Regions from separate parts of the Triticum aestivum genome. Here region 2 is linked to region 1. A link is a contact called in public Hi-C data. All regions are on one chromosome and are shown on one strand. The core of a region is the stretch at or near the end of the contact, and the rest is flanking DNA. Distances in the headings are between cores, read along the strand shown. Region 1 has its middle 16 kb from the start of LOC123164555. Region 2 holds the start of LOC123165078 (amino acid transporter AVT6E).

Region 1 (7,375 bases), core at 3,185-5,684:
GCGGGCGGGCGGGCGGGCAAGTCAAAAGCGGGCGGACTGCACTAAACAAATCAGCAAGACGTGGACCGGGCCGACCACACGAAATCACAATTGGTTACCACTGCTACTACACATTGCGCCCGGGCCCCAACGTATCTACCCACACCATTGCTTAAAACTTGGACACATCATGATCTACTCGTTACCACAGCACCACACTCTCCCCAGGTCCAGGTGCTAGCTAATTAACTCGTTGCTTCTCTTGATCGACAATGGCACAGCCGCCAGCTGCGATCCTGTGCCTCATCATCATCATCATCATCAACATCATCCTCATCGTCCCCGTCGCTGCCGGCCGGGCCCTCCACAAGGTCCGGCCGCCACCTCCCCCTGCAGCGGCGACGGTGCTCCAAACACCACTGCCTCCTTCGGTGCCGGCCGCGGCCTCGGCGATCCTTCAGCAGCCACCGGCCGCAACCCCGTACTGCTACTGCATTCATGTCACTGGGATTGGGTTTCTGTGCGTGCTGGTCTCGTTCCTCGCAGGCTGCTTTCTCTGCGCGCTCTTCATCTTCTGCACCGCGCGCTCTACACCGGCTGCGACGGGGAGCCAGGGCGTCGAGGAAGGTCCTACTGTGGAGAACACCGCTCTGCAGTGTCTGTCCTGCCTGGCTAGAATCGCGGCATGTATATGATTCTTACAGAAAAATGGCTTAGCTAGTTTGAGGTGTCGATGGAGTATTAGTCTGTGGACTTTTGAGGTGGCTGGAGTAGTACTTATGTGGACTGTGATCCTAGCTCGTACTAATTGTTATCATTTGTTCGGGACATTGATTCAGGAATCGCTCTAATTAAGTGTGCTTTATTTCTTTCTTCACACTAAACCCTCTTTTTTTCTCGACGCATTATTGGTCAGTTAACACCTGGATCGGGCTGGCCCCCTCCGGAGCGGTTGGATTGTGCGCGCGAGACGACTGTCACCTTTTTTTTTACCGTTGCAACGTGCCCCATGTTGCCGCCGCAACAAATCCCTTTGTTGATGGTCGCGTCTTGATGGTCGCTCAGTTGTCTGCAACACGCACCATGTTGCCCACCGTAATGTGCCCCATGTTGTGCTCAGGTGATTGCAGCGTGTCTTATGTTGCTGCCGCAACAAATCCCTTCAATGGTGGCCGCGTCTTGACGTTGCGCTCTACTGTTTCTAACACGACCTATGTTAATTGCCCACTGTAATGTGTCCCATGTTTCGCTTAGGTGATTGCAATGTGCCCCATGTTGCCGCCACAAATCCCTTTTCCCTCGGTTCTCTGCAACACGCACCACATTGCCCACCGTAATGTGCCCCATGTTGCGCTCAAGTGATTGCAGCGTGTATTATGGTCCCACCGCAACAAATCCCTTCTATGGCACTCTCGTCTTAACGTTCACTCGGTTGTATGCAACACGGTCCAGTGGGCGTAATGTGCCTCATGTTGCGCTCAGGAGATTCCAATGTGTCTTATGTTGCCGCCGCAACAAAGCCCTTCAATGGTGGTCGCGTCTTGACGTTGCCCTAGCCTGTTTATAACACGGCCCATATTGCCCACTGCAATGCACCCCATGTTTCGCTCAGGAGATTGTAATGTGCCCCATGTTACCGGCGCAAGAAATCCCTTTGTTGATGGCCGCGCCTTGACGTTGTGCTCGGCTATCTAACTACCGTAATGGGCCCCATGTTGCGCTTGGGAGATTGTAACGTGCCCCATGTTGCAAACACTCGCTCACCATCCATCTAACCATTGCAACATCAACAAAGCCCTTCGTTGTCGGCCGCGTTACCCACCACAACATGCCTCATGTCACTCGGTTGTCTGCAACACGGCCTAGGTTGCAAGCACGTGTGTACGACCACGGCGGTGGTTGACGCGCGCCAATGATAAGTTAGTTGAGGAGAAGACTGTTTCTTCTTCATAAAATGTATTGGTCGCGAACAACAGAGATGTGAAGGGGAGCTGTGAAATGCATTGAGGAATGACTAGTGCAAATTGTTTGATTTTTCCTTGCACATAGAGGGTGTAATGCATGGCACGTGAGGGAGAAAGAGTAATGGGAAAGGGAAGCAAGTTGCAGGTGCATATTATTCAATGGGTTTTGTTATGAAAAACCTAAGTATCTAATGCATGCATTGGTTATTTGGTGCAATGTTCAAGGTTGGGTGCCTCCTTCAGTCTAAATAACATATTTTGTTCTCATATATTGGGTGCCTCCTTCAATCTAAATAACATATTTTGTTCTCATATATTGGGTGCCTCCTTCAGTCTAAAAAGAAGGCGGGGCAATATATTTCAACCCCTCCCCCTCACATCTTAGGTTTTTTAGTCCTTAGACATGAGATCGATGTAGGACACATTGTTTTTAATACTGTGTTTGGCAGAGTTATGAACTCAAAACCTCTTGGCTCTGATACTATGTTGAATTCATGTTCCAACCTGTTACTCCATACTAAATGAGAGAGGTTGGACAATATATTTTAACATGAGGGATAGCAAGTGAACCGAGTGTCACTTTCTGTTTGTTTCCCTAGAAGAAGAAAATGGAGTAGGGCATGTTGGCGGACGAGCTGCATCAAGGTCGTTCTTTTAGAAATTTAAAAATCACTTTTTTTAAGTTTCAAAAATTCTGAAAAAAGCATACATGCATGTTCATATGGATGTATTTTACATGTGTGCAAAGTCCGACGATGAAATACATTACCTGTACTGGCAGCAACGGCTAGAGGTGCATGGAAAGGTATGTATCGTCAGCTGATGACGTGTGCATATACGCTAGCTAGCCAGGACGGATCGAGTATCTGCCTGCATGCGCCCGCCCTATCCCAAGCATGGAAAACACAGCCTTCCTGCCAACCACTTCGGATGGGATTGGGATAGAGTATATTCCTAACTAGTATAATACGTAATACTGTCTTGCCCCTTGGGAAGTCCTGGAACCATTTTAGTGTCAACTACTGAAGAGAGCAGACCCGCTCGGTGACTATCAGTCCACGAATCGAAGAGAGAAGAATCAATAAGAGCGGGCGGCCGGGTTAAGCCAAAAGTGCGCTAAACAAATCAGCAACACTTACGCGCGCGGCCGATCGAGCACACGAAAGGCCAATTGGCTACGCGTGCTGCCACTATATATTGAGCACCCTCCCACATGCACTATGTAGACGATATCGGCGACACCACGGCACCATATAAACCTTCCACGGCGTGCTTGATCTATTCGGCGCCACAGTACCACACTCTCTGCAGGTGCTAGCTATCTCGTCCGTTCGCTGCTTCTTGATCGACAATGGCGCGGCAGCCAGCGGCGATCCTGTGCATCGCCGTCTCCGTCGTCGCCGGCCGAGCCCTCCACCTGCTACCCCTGCAGCTCTAGCATTTCTCCAGCCGCCACCTTCGCCTGCAGCGGCACCGGGACTCCAAACGCCGCCGCGGCCTCGGCGATTCTTCAGCAACCACCAGCCGACCAGCAGCAGGGCCCGGCCGCAGCCCCGTACTACTACTACATTCATGTCACCAGGGTCGGGCTCCTCTGCGTGCTGGTCTCGTTCCTCGCAGGCTGCTTTCTCTGCGCGCTCTTTATCGCCTGCGGCGGCACGGCGGGAAGACGACGAGGAGGAAGGTGCTAGTGTGGAGAACACCGCCGTGCAGTGTCTGTCCTGTCTCACTAGCTAGAGTTGCGGCAGGTGTATGACCCTTGTTAAAAATGCCATAGTTTGACGTGGCTCTAGTATTAGTTCTGTGGACAACCTCACTATAATTAAGTGTACTTTTCTTCTTCATACCGTACCCTGATTTTAGCCTTTCTTGTCATGTATTTCCTCTTTCCACAATTAACCACAAAGGCAGCCTTTTCATTCTCAGGATTCAGGATTACAAAAATGAACTGATAATCAAGCTAACATCAAAAGCCACAAAAAATATATATTCTAAAAAAATCCAAAGAAAATATGGTAATAAAGCTGGGGATTCTAAATGTTCTTTTTCTTAATGTTATTGGTTCACTGATCTTAGATTCGTTGGTTCTATCTTTATGCAATATGTGTGTTGCAACTTGTGCCAGGCGGAAAGTAGATTCTATTATGACGAAAATAGTTGTAATACAAAAAAAAGGAAAATAATAATTGAATTATTTAGGAATACACAATAGATGTTCCAGTCACAGGAGGAATAGTTGCTAATTCATCTAATGAAACTAGTCATTTTTTTAGAACAAAGAAACTACTAGTACTAGTTTGAAAAGAAAAGGTGCAGTTACTAATTTGAAAAGAAAAGGGCTGGCTAGATTGAGCCGGCCTAGAAACAAGCCTAATCTCATCTCCGACCTGGTCCACTGAACACGCAGAGTGGGCCGCATCTTCACAACTGACCCAGGCCCATGCAAGATTTGTGCGGCTGCGTAGAACCGGAAGCGATATACACAACGGAAGCTCCTATGTGTCGCATTAAGCGGCAGATTCGTGGGGCTTCGCACAGAGACTCCCTCGGCTGGGCCGGTCCACGAAGGAGCAGCCAGTGGTGTAAAAATTGCAAAAAAGTGGAGCGTTAGCCACGGGGAGCACCTATTCGGCGCCTTCAGCGCCGCCGAAGGCATCTGGCGCCTGCGGCAGCGCCTGATGGGTCGGCCCACAACACGCACGCAGAAAAAAATGCATAATTGCGCGAAAAGACATCCAAAAAAGAGGCTCTCTGTGAATCGAACTCACGACCTCACGCACGACTTCGAGTTTGGCAAACCGGTACACATAGAGGCTGCTAGCGATTCACTTCAGCGCAAGTTGATTTAAGAACCAATGTACCAGCGCTACTTCGCTTAGATTTTGACTTATTTGAAAACATTAATGAAAAACGTGAATGTATGGAAAAAATGTGAACAAATTTAGAAAGTTGACGAACATGCATAAAAAAGTTGGCTCATGTAAAAAGGGTTCATGTATTCAAATAAGTGCATGAAATGGAAATCAAAAGTGCACTAATTTTTAAAAAACAGTGCACAACAATGAAAAATGACCACGAGTTTGAAAAAAGTTCATCGAATTTGGAACAAAGTTCACTGAATGTGCAAAAAGTTCATCGAATTTAAAAAGAGTTCATCAACTTTTGAAAAGAGTTCATCAAATTTGGAAAAAAGTTTGCTGGATTTGCAAAAAGTTCATCGAATTTAAAAAAGTTCATTAACATTTCAAAAGAGTTCATCGAATTTGGAAATAGTTCATTGAATTTGCAAAAATTTCATTGAATTTTAAAAAAGTACATCAACTTTTCAAAAGAGTTCATCAGATTTTAAAATAGTTGATCGAATTGTTAAAAAAGTTCATTGAATTTGTAAAAAGTTCATCAAACTAAAAAAAAAGTTCATCGAATTTTAAAAAGAGTTTATCCGATTTGAAAAAGGTTCATTGAATTTGAAAAAAGTTTATCAATTTATAAAAAAGGTTCAGGGATTTTAGAAACGCGCGCATTAATGAAAAAAAGAAGAAACAGAAAAAGATAAGGAAAAAGCGTAAAAGATAAAGGAAAAAAGCGAACTGAACTAATGAAGTAGAAAAAAAGAGAACAACCGTTCAACTTGGATAGTAGCCTGGTTGTTGGAACGAAGCGCTTGCAGCCAGTAGGTTGTGGGTTCGAGACCGTGTTGTGGCATACTTTTTTGCGTTGGTAAAATACTATACGGGCCGTTAACGGGCGCCTGCAGCGCCAAATAGGATTCGCCTTAGCCATGAATCAAACTCGGGACCCTCTCTCTGGTGAACGCAAGCAGCTAGCCATTACTGCAAATATGCAGTGCGAATTATTTAAAACTACCTATATTTGCAGCTCCGATGTTTTCCGTTTTGCAAACAATTCTTGAAAATTCTTAATATTTTTAAAAAAATAGGAATAAGTTTTGAAAAGCAAAACAAGTTTAGCAAATATATGAACAGGTTTTAATGTGTGCACTAATTTTAAAAACAGGTACATTTTTAAATTTTAAAAAATTTGAAAAACAGGACATTTTCAAATTCCGAACAATTTTTGAAAACATAAGCAATGACCTAAAATATGACTTTTTTGAACTGTTGAACAAATTTTTAGAATGTGAATATTTTATAAGTTTGACAAGTTTCGGAAAATGGAAACATTTTTTCAAACTCCGAACAATTTTTAAAAACACGAATAGGTTTTCAGAAAACGTAAATAAGTTTTGAATTTGGTAATTTTTTTGAAAAACGCAATATTTTTTGAAATTATGAAAATAGGAAAACATGAACATTTATTTAGTTTTGAACATTTTTTGAAAATCCTGAACCCTATTAGAAAGGGCGACGCTACGCGTCGGTCGGTGGATCCTTTTTAAAAGATCTGCCGCCTCCGCATCCGTTTAATCGGGGCCATCCAGCGGCCGGCCCCTTCCTCACCATTGCAATAGACCTCTTGTTGCAGAAAAATTTGCAACAGAGGTTCTATTACATAATTTTTTATCTTAACTTTTTGCCAACAGAGATGTTATTGTGGAAGGACTTATGCAACACCGATGATGTTACAGAATTTTTTTTGTCTTATTTTCTTTGAAACATGGATGTTTTTGCGGAAGGACTTCTGCAACACAGATAATATTACAGAAAAACTGTAAGTGGCACAGGCACACGTCCAGTGGTGAAGGTCCTGGCCAGTTGTGCGTCGACTGATCAAGCTCATATCGGACGATTGCGCACACGGCGGAAGTGTACGCGTGATCAACCAGTGGATTTTTTTTTAAAAGCCCATCCTCATCATTGCAACAAAAATGATGTTGCAGAACTCTCTGCAACAAAGCTCATGTTGCAGAAACATTTGTAGCAAAGGTTGTGTTGCAGAATTTTTTCCTTGTCTTCACTTTCTGCAACATAGATGATGTTGAGAAAATGACTTTTGCAACATGAATGATGTTGCAGGATCTTTTGCAATCAAATATGATGTCATAGCAGTACCGCTGTTGTCGACGCTGTTTTGCAACTCTGTCGTTGTTGCAGAAACATGTCAGCACGATCAGACACGGGTAGCTTCCACCGGTCAAGTTGCAAAAGAAAATAGTCTTCATTTTTGTGCAACATGAGTGTTGTTGTGGAAGAAACTTTTGCAACATAGATAATATTGCAGAAAACAGATGTCGCACAGAGCCATGAGAAATATTCCTGGATGGACCATGCAGGACACATGTCGCAAAGGACGAGGCGGACGCACACGAGAGAGCCACCTGCTGAAACCAAGCATTTCCGTTAAACTAGCTATGCCCAAGGGACCACGCACGTGAAAAGAACAGGCAAACAACACGCTCCATGCCGTAGCACTACTGAATCAAGCGGCCATCAGACGGTGCAGCAGGCGGCGGACACCAGCATTATAATCAG
Region 2 (7,375 bases), core at 1,384-3,883, 220 kb after region 1:
TCTTGGGAGGCTGTGCTTGTAAACAACTCTTATTCACATGGTAGAGAGATTCCTCTGAAGTGAAGAATCATCTTGTGAGCAACGGTGGCACTACTTGCTTCCATTCTCTTGACAGCTTCACCTTTGGATGCAAAGCCCAAGAACACAGCATGTGGTTCAGGGCTTAGATAATACAGTGGTTGTAGCAGTGGAGTAAATCTGGAAAAGCTGCACCCATGTTTTTTTTTTCTTTTGCGAGATGAAGAAAGGCTTTGAGGGTGGGTTGCAACCTTCTCGCAATCTAGCCAAACAAAATGAAGTGCTTAATATACAGTACTCGCTCAGTTTCAAAATAAGTGCCGCTGATTTGATAGATGGAGGGAGTAGTTTTCCTTCTTTTCTTTTTTTTTCGAAAAGACGGAGGGAGTAGTTGTTTTTTTAATTTGTTACGAAAGGGAATTCGGAAGCTTCGAGCGGCGCTTGGTCAACCAGAAATCGTTCAATGAATCTGATGAGCATAGTTTGTCTATTTCGTGGTCAGATCAAACCGAACATGATAAGATATCTGTGTACGTGTAGACTACTTGGCTCCGCTGCCACGTCCACTAGCACGTACCCGTAGCCCTGCTGATTGATAGGTAACCCGAGAATTGTTTTTTCTACAGCCAATAAACAATTAAAGTGCTCTCTGCGACAGTATGCTACCGTACGCGAAGAACATCTGGAAAGAAAAGTATTTCTTAGCCATATCCTTCAAGTGTACTCCGAAACCGATCAATCTAGCCATGATCAGGTTGAAGAGAGCTCTAACAGGCCTTGGAGGACCGAACCCACGTATGTGGCAAAATACGGGGATGACTTGCGGTTAGGGGTGAAAGGCCAACCAAGATCGGATATGGTTGGTTTTTCGCGAAATCTATTTCAGTAGAGCGTATGATGTCAATGCGGGCTCATCTGTCGGTGACAGGCGGACAATCGGATCGGGAGAGATGTGCTCGGCCGGCGCTTCCCACGTGCCTTCCCCAGAAGAGAATGCCTCTACGTCTACGGTCTACCCTCCTACCCGCGTGCTACAGTAGCAGCCCCCGGACCCTCTGTACCCCACCTGCCAGTGAGGTCGAACGCGCACGGGCCCCACGTGGTTGGTGTGTCGGCATCTCCCTCCCTCGCATTGGTGCTTGGTTGTTGTCTTCGGACGAAAGGTTAGGTTCAGTTTCGAATCGGCGATGGGGCGTTCTCGACGTCGTTCCTCTTGGGAGTGGAGGTCCTGTGTTGCGATCCTTTGGTGCTCGTTAATATCCCAGGTTGAGCTTCAGGGGTGCTACATATGTTGTGTTGGTGCAGCCAAGACGATGCCTTTCTCGAGACCGACCAAGTCTCGTCACCTACTTGCCAACCGCTTTTATGCAATCAAACATGGGTGGATGGCGCACTGATCAAGGGCGTCCGGTGTTGGCCAAGACATGGCTTTGTCTTTCGGCTTAGAGTAGGCACCTCGTGTTATAGTTGTGATGTGTGCGGTGGCTTGTCTTCGGACGACATTGGTGTGGAGCCTGTGCTACGCTTGTTGTTTGCAATGGGGAGTTTTCTTGTAATTTGTCTCCGCCTTCTATAAACATTGTGCTTAAAATTTTGAAAACGTATGACCTAGAAATTCGTCCCCTCGGGTGGGAGATTATCTTTTATTCTCCTAGGCAAACTTTTTCAACCATTTCTCTCCCTTTTTTTGCGGAGGAACCATTTCTCTATTCCAAAGCAGCAATTATACTGAAGGTTTCACCAAAATATGATCCCCGTAGAAGAATAAGCGTAGCAAAATCCTTTTTGAGAAATTCGGGTGAATTGCCGCTGAAATGCATATCGGGGCGATGGACCGCGACACTGACAGATGGGCCCACGACGCAAGATGGGAGGAGGGGCCTTTTCCAATGTTCTGACCTTGCGGGAAAACTTTAGCACAAAATGAACTCCATACAAAATTATTTCACGATCTGACCCTTTTCAAAAACGACACGGCCTGTGGCGTTGCTGCACTACATGAAAACGCCAAACCCATCCGCGTTACCGGCCTGGTCGAGATGCTACGTGGCAGGGCAGAAACGCCAGCGTGTGCGGCGTTGCTGGAAACACCAAAGGATGCGGTGTTGCTGCCCAGATATGAAAGTGGCGTTTGAAGTAGCTCGTTCACATCTGCCACTTATTTATTTATGAAGAGGAGCAACGCAGGCTAGTTCGACGGTTGCAAATGGAGCGGAAACGCCACGGCTTATGGCGTTATAAAAAAAGATCAGATCGTGAAATAAATTTCCGAGGAGTTCATTGTGTGCTGAAGTTTTCTGACAAGGTTAAAATAGCGAAGGAGGCCACGTAAGGAGACAGCAGCCACCGCGCGGGCCCCACCCGTCGGTGACCGGCGGACAATCGGATCGGGGGGAGATGTGCTCGGCCGGCGCTTCCCACGTGCCCAGCCCCGGGCGACAGAAGAGAGTGCCTCTACGTCTACGTCTACGGTCTACCCTCCTACCCGCGTGCTACAGTAGCAGCAGACGGACCCGCTGTCCCCACCTGCCAGTGAGGCACGGGTCCCACGTGGTTGGTGCGCCCAACTTTACGAGTAGGAATGAACGTAAATCGACCCGTAGCGCTGCCTGGCAATGCATACTCTTCCTTCCTTCCCTGAAGAAAGGGAGGCAAGAACAGGGGAGGGACGGACGGAGAGCTCAGATCTCCTCCCCTCGATCCCAAGCAATCCACCAATCCGCCTACCATCCTCTTGCCTCCCGCCCTGAATCTGACGCTCCGATCTCGGCGCTAACGAAGCAGGCGGATCTTCCCGGCTCCGCCCGCCCAAATCTCGCCAGGAAGAACCGAGATTTCCCTGCGCGGCGGCGGGCGGCGTTCGCCAATGCCGGCCGGGTCCACGTGAGGTCTCTCCGGCTGGGACGGCGGGGGCCGGGATCTTCGCCCCGATCGAGCGCGGTCCGGTGTTCCTGGAGGAGCGCTAGATTGGGCGTGAATCTCCATTTTTTTACCCCTAATCTTGGCTGCGGCGGAAGGATTTCTTTGCCGCCTTCCAGTCCGTCGATCCGCCTCGGGCGGGCGCGCCGGGGACCATGGTGAACTCCAACTACTCGGCGCTCCCGCTGACCGCCACCGCCATCGAGCTGCAGTCCGCCCACCCTCCTCCGCCGCCCAAATCCGGCGCCTCCGCCAACGGCCACGCCAAGCTCACCAAGCAGGACTCGTTCCTGGGCGAGGTCGAGGACGACGACGCCGATGCCACCCCCGGCGAGCACGACTCACTGCCGCTCATCGGCGACGACGGCCCGGCGGGTCCCCCGGAGGGCTCGGGCGTCTCCGGCGCGGTGTTCAACCTCGCGACCTCCATCATCGGGGCGGGCATCATGGCGCTGCCGGCCACCATGAAGGTCCTCGGCGTGGCCGTGGGCCTCGTCTCCATCCTCGTCATGGGCGTTCTCTCCGAGGTCACCATCGAGCTGCTCGTCCGGTTCGCGGTGCGCTGCCGCGCGCTCTCCTACGGCGAGCTCGTGCACCGCGCGCTCGGCCGCCCCGCCAGCGTCGTCGCGCAGCTCTGCATCGTCGTCAACAACGCCGGGATCCTCGTCGTCTACCTCATCATCATCGGGGACGTCATGTCCGGCTCGCTCAAGCACATGGGCGTCATGGACCAGCTCGTCGGCCACGGCGAGTGGGACAACCGCAGGCTGCTCATCCTGTTTGTTCTGGTGGTGTTCCTCGCCCCGCTGTGCGCGCTCGAGAAGATCGACTCGCTGAGCCTGTCGTCTGCCGCGTCGGTCGGGCTCGCCGTTGTTTTTGTGGCCGTCTCGTGCATGATCGCGGCGGTGAAGCTCGTGGAGGGCAAGCTTGCCGCGCCGAGGATGGGGCCGGATTTTAGTTCAAGGGCGGCGATCCTCGACCTTCTCGTGGTGATACCCATCATGACCAACGCCTACATCTGCCATTTCAACGTGCAGCCCATCTACAACGAGCTCAAGGAGAAGACGCCTCAGAACATGTACAATGTCAGCCGGATCTCCACCGTGCTCTGCGTCGTCGTGTACGCGCTGACCGCCATCTCGGGGTACCTCCTGTTCGGCGACGACACCGAGTCCGATGTCCTCACCAACTTCGACAAGGACCTCGGGATCAAGTTCAGCACGGTGCTCAACTACATTGTGAGGATCGGGTACATCGTCCACCTGGTTCTCGTCTTCCCGGTCGTCCACTTCTCGCTGAGGCAGACGGTGGACTCGCTGGTCTTCGGCGAGCTCGCGCCCCACAGCAGGAAGAGGATGCTCTCCCTGACGGTGGTGCTGCTGGCCCTCATCTACCTGGGTTCCACCATGATACCCAACATCTGGATGGCCTTCAAGTTCACCGGCGCAACAACGGGGCTGGCATTAGGTTTCATGTTCCCCGCCCTTGTTGCATTGAGGCTGGACAAGGAGGGGGAATGCTTGGGGCGCGGAGAGCGGCTCCTGTCGCTTGGGATGCTGGGGCTGGCCATCGTCGTCAGCGTCGTCGGGGTCGTGGGGAACGTGTACAGCCTGAGGAGCAAGTCTGAGTGAGTGATGGATGGATCATCAGGATGAGCTATATTTGTAGGGCTTATTATACCCAGGCTGTATTACCACTTGCCAGAATACAATAGTTAGCAGGTACACCAGTTCCAGCTGAGCTGCTGAGCAAAGCTCATCATACTATACATTTTCTTCATCTACAGGGTTGTTTCATGGGTGATGGCTGACATGTTGTTGGTGGGCATTCTTGTACTTTTGGACCAGATTCTTTGATGTATTTTTTGATCTTCTGCTTATTCTTAGATATATATACATGTGTATCCTGGGTCTACTTTCTGATCGAGGCAGTGAATCAACCTTGGTTTTTTCTACTGAGGTTGTGTGCCTATGGTATGATGAAAGCTGCATTCAGAAAATCCACCTTATTAATGAATTTTGCATTCAGAAAACCTATCTCTGTGCATTATATGATGAATGTTGTTCAGAGAATGTATCTTTGTCATTGTCATCTGACTCTGGATACTCTTGCAGTATTTTTTTATGACTATCTATATTCTCACTGAAACAATTATACAGACAGATTTGAGAAAAAGTTTACTCTGATACATATGTTTATGTGGTTCATCTATTTTACACATCATTTTTCCAAGTGGGGACTGAAATTAAAGTTTTCTAATTTGAGAACCTTTGGACCAGATTCCTTTGATGTACTTTTTGCTACTTGTTCTTGTTCGATACTCCCTCCGTCCCAAAATAACTGTTGTAGTACAAAGTTGAGACAGTCACTTTGGGACGGAGGGAATATATAACAGCTAATCAACCCGGCTTTTGTACTGAGGTTAATTGTCTGCCTATGATATGATAAGAGCTGCATTCATAAATTCTACTCCTTAGATTGTTAATTTTGTGGTCCTGAAAATCCATCTATGCGCATGATATGATGAATGTTGAGCTCAGAGAATGCAATCTTTCTCATTCTCATCTGCTGGAGCTTGTCATTTCAACTCTGGATATTCTTTTTTTTAGAATAACAGGGATGGCTCCCCGGCTCCATTGCAAGAAAGAAGCCTGAATAGTCAGGTACAGCACACAAGCAGTTCCTCCAGCTTATTACAACCAAGGTTCAAAAGTAAAAGCAGAGAAAAGAACAACTACAAGATGAAGATGACCCTGGAACACCATCCAGCCAGATAACATAGCACAGAACTCATCATCAAAACTACAAGATGAACATAGCTTCAAGTGTGGACACTGGGCTTTTCTTGCAGCATTTTTTATGAATATCCATATTCTCATCGAAAGAATTGTACAGAGAACCGAGACAATTGACTCTGATTTATGCGTGTGATTCATCACTTTAGATAGCATTTTCCAACATCCAATAGTCACCATTCTACAAGCGGTAGTAGTTGGGACTGGGATCAAAGTTGTTTTTACATGTTACCTTAATCCTCAGCTTGGAATCCATTTGCTTTTCAGGACTTCTCAATCTCGAAATGAATTTTATTATAAACAAGAGGGTGATAAGTTCTTCGATAGCGCACGCGAAAGTGGACTGGAGGGATTTTAGAAGTCAAAACACCGAAGATGAACACGGAGGGCTATCACTAAAGTAAAATGCTGAATAAACATTTAGGGGATGTTTCGCCTAACTGGCAACTGCGACATTCCCGAATATTTCTCGCTGAACAGTGCTCATACATCTGTATGTTACAAAAGAATACAGGAACAAAACTGTTACATCATCACCAGGAGCACAATCTGTGGTCATCTCTGTTAACAACACCGTATATATGCCTTGCAGCTTTTACCACGACGACGAAACGGTGAGGTACAGCAGAAGGGTACAACAGCCACATGGACTCCCAGGTATGCATTGATTTCAGAAATCGGGACCTGTCGACCACAAGGAAATAGGATATTTAGTCATTTAATAAGAGTTCAGAAGAAGCTGCAGGGAAAAAAAATCATTTTCTACAGCAATATAGTGTATCGGAAAAGCTCAACTAGGTGACGACAATGTTAGCGAATTGAGGTACAGAATATTTTCTAGCTCCAACTAAGTCTCGTATAACACTAGTTCATTTGGCAAATCGGATGAAACGAAATTACCTGCAACTAAAACTGCGAGTTGCTGAGGAATGTGACCATGCATCGCGAGCTCTGAAACATTTTGTCGATCTTCTGCCAGACCTTGCTCTGGACGTCTAGAAGTTTCCTCACTTTCTCCTGTAGCGTCGAGTGGCGCCGTATTGTTTCACCATGTATCTGTTTCCAAGGAAGATGAAATATGCTTGGTGACTCAATGGGTTTAACATGCCAATACACGTTATCACATACCTTCAGAAACAATTTCAGAACAGCTTGAACAAACTCGAAGTTGTTCCTGCAGGAAAGCTCATGAATGAAGTAGTCCAGCAGCAATGAGATGGACTGGAGCTCGGGTCTTGGTTCCTCAGACTCTTCCACCTCGTCGTCATCTATTATCTGTAGCATCCGTAGTTCCATATCTAAAGATGACGGAGATAGGCCTTTTAGGTATTCGGTGAACGCTGAATCTGCAAAACAGATTACAGGTCAGTGCTTACTATGAAGAAGATTGCAGCTTCTTAATAGTCTCATCAATAGACATTGAGAACCAAAATATCTGATGTTTATTTCCGCGTTTTGCTTGACTGAAGATACTAATAAATACTTACAGCTCTCAAGTTCTCCACAGGATTGTAACAGCCGACTGAAGTGGGAGGAGAGATCAGCCATCTTTTTATGACCTATGTCCTCAGTAGTGCTGCCGTCTGTTTCTTTACTGGAAGGAGGCTCAAACAATATCTCCCCAGAAAGGGATGGAACTGAGG

Evidence for each region. Hi-C and Micro-C count contacts between places; a contact is called where the count stands out from the background.
Region 2: a Hi-C map of leaf shows a contact between it and region 1, with 4 times the contacts expected there. The contact joins the promoter of LOC123165078 here to the enhancer-like site in region 1. A contact is called at or near these places in 4 of 5 Hi-C or Micro-C datasets (leaf, root and an unstated tissue).

Annotation. Positions count from the first base shown.
Region 1 is chr7D:613,812,342-613,819,716 of IWGSC CS RefSeq v2.1, forward strand. No RefSeq gene overlaps it. Among protein-coding and RNA genes, the nearest start is that of LOC123164555, 16 kb to the left of the region's middle. Within about 2 kb of position 4,435, at least 7 of the 8 cell types and tissues checked have an H3K27ac peak or open chromatin away from gene starts, as enhancers often do. A contact at or near this core is called in leaf and root, where this site is marked.
Region 2 is chr7D:614,032,724-614,040,098 of IWGSC CS RefSeq v2.1, forward strand. It overlaps LOC123165078 (amino acid transporter AVT6E), which reads left to right and starts at 2,634. Exons shown (of 1, transcript XM_044582705.1): 1 at 2,634-4,828. The coding sequence starts at 3,093. The coding sequence ends at 4,568. It overlaps LOC123164973 (U3 small nucleolar RNA-associated protein 21 homolog), which reads right to left. Exons shown (of 19, transcript XM_044582600.1): 16 at 7,220-7,375; 17 at 6,861-7,078; 18 at 6,633-6,788; 19 at 6,129-6,416. The coding sequence ends at 6,639.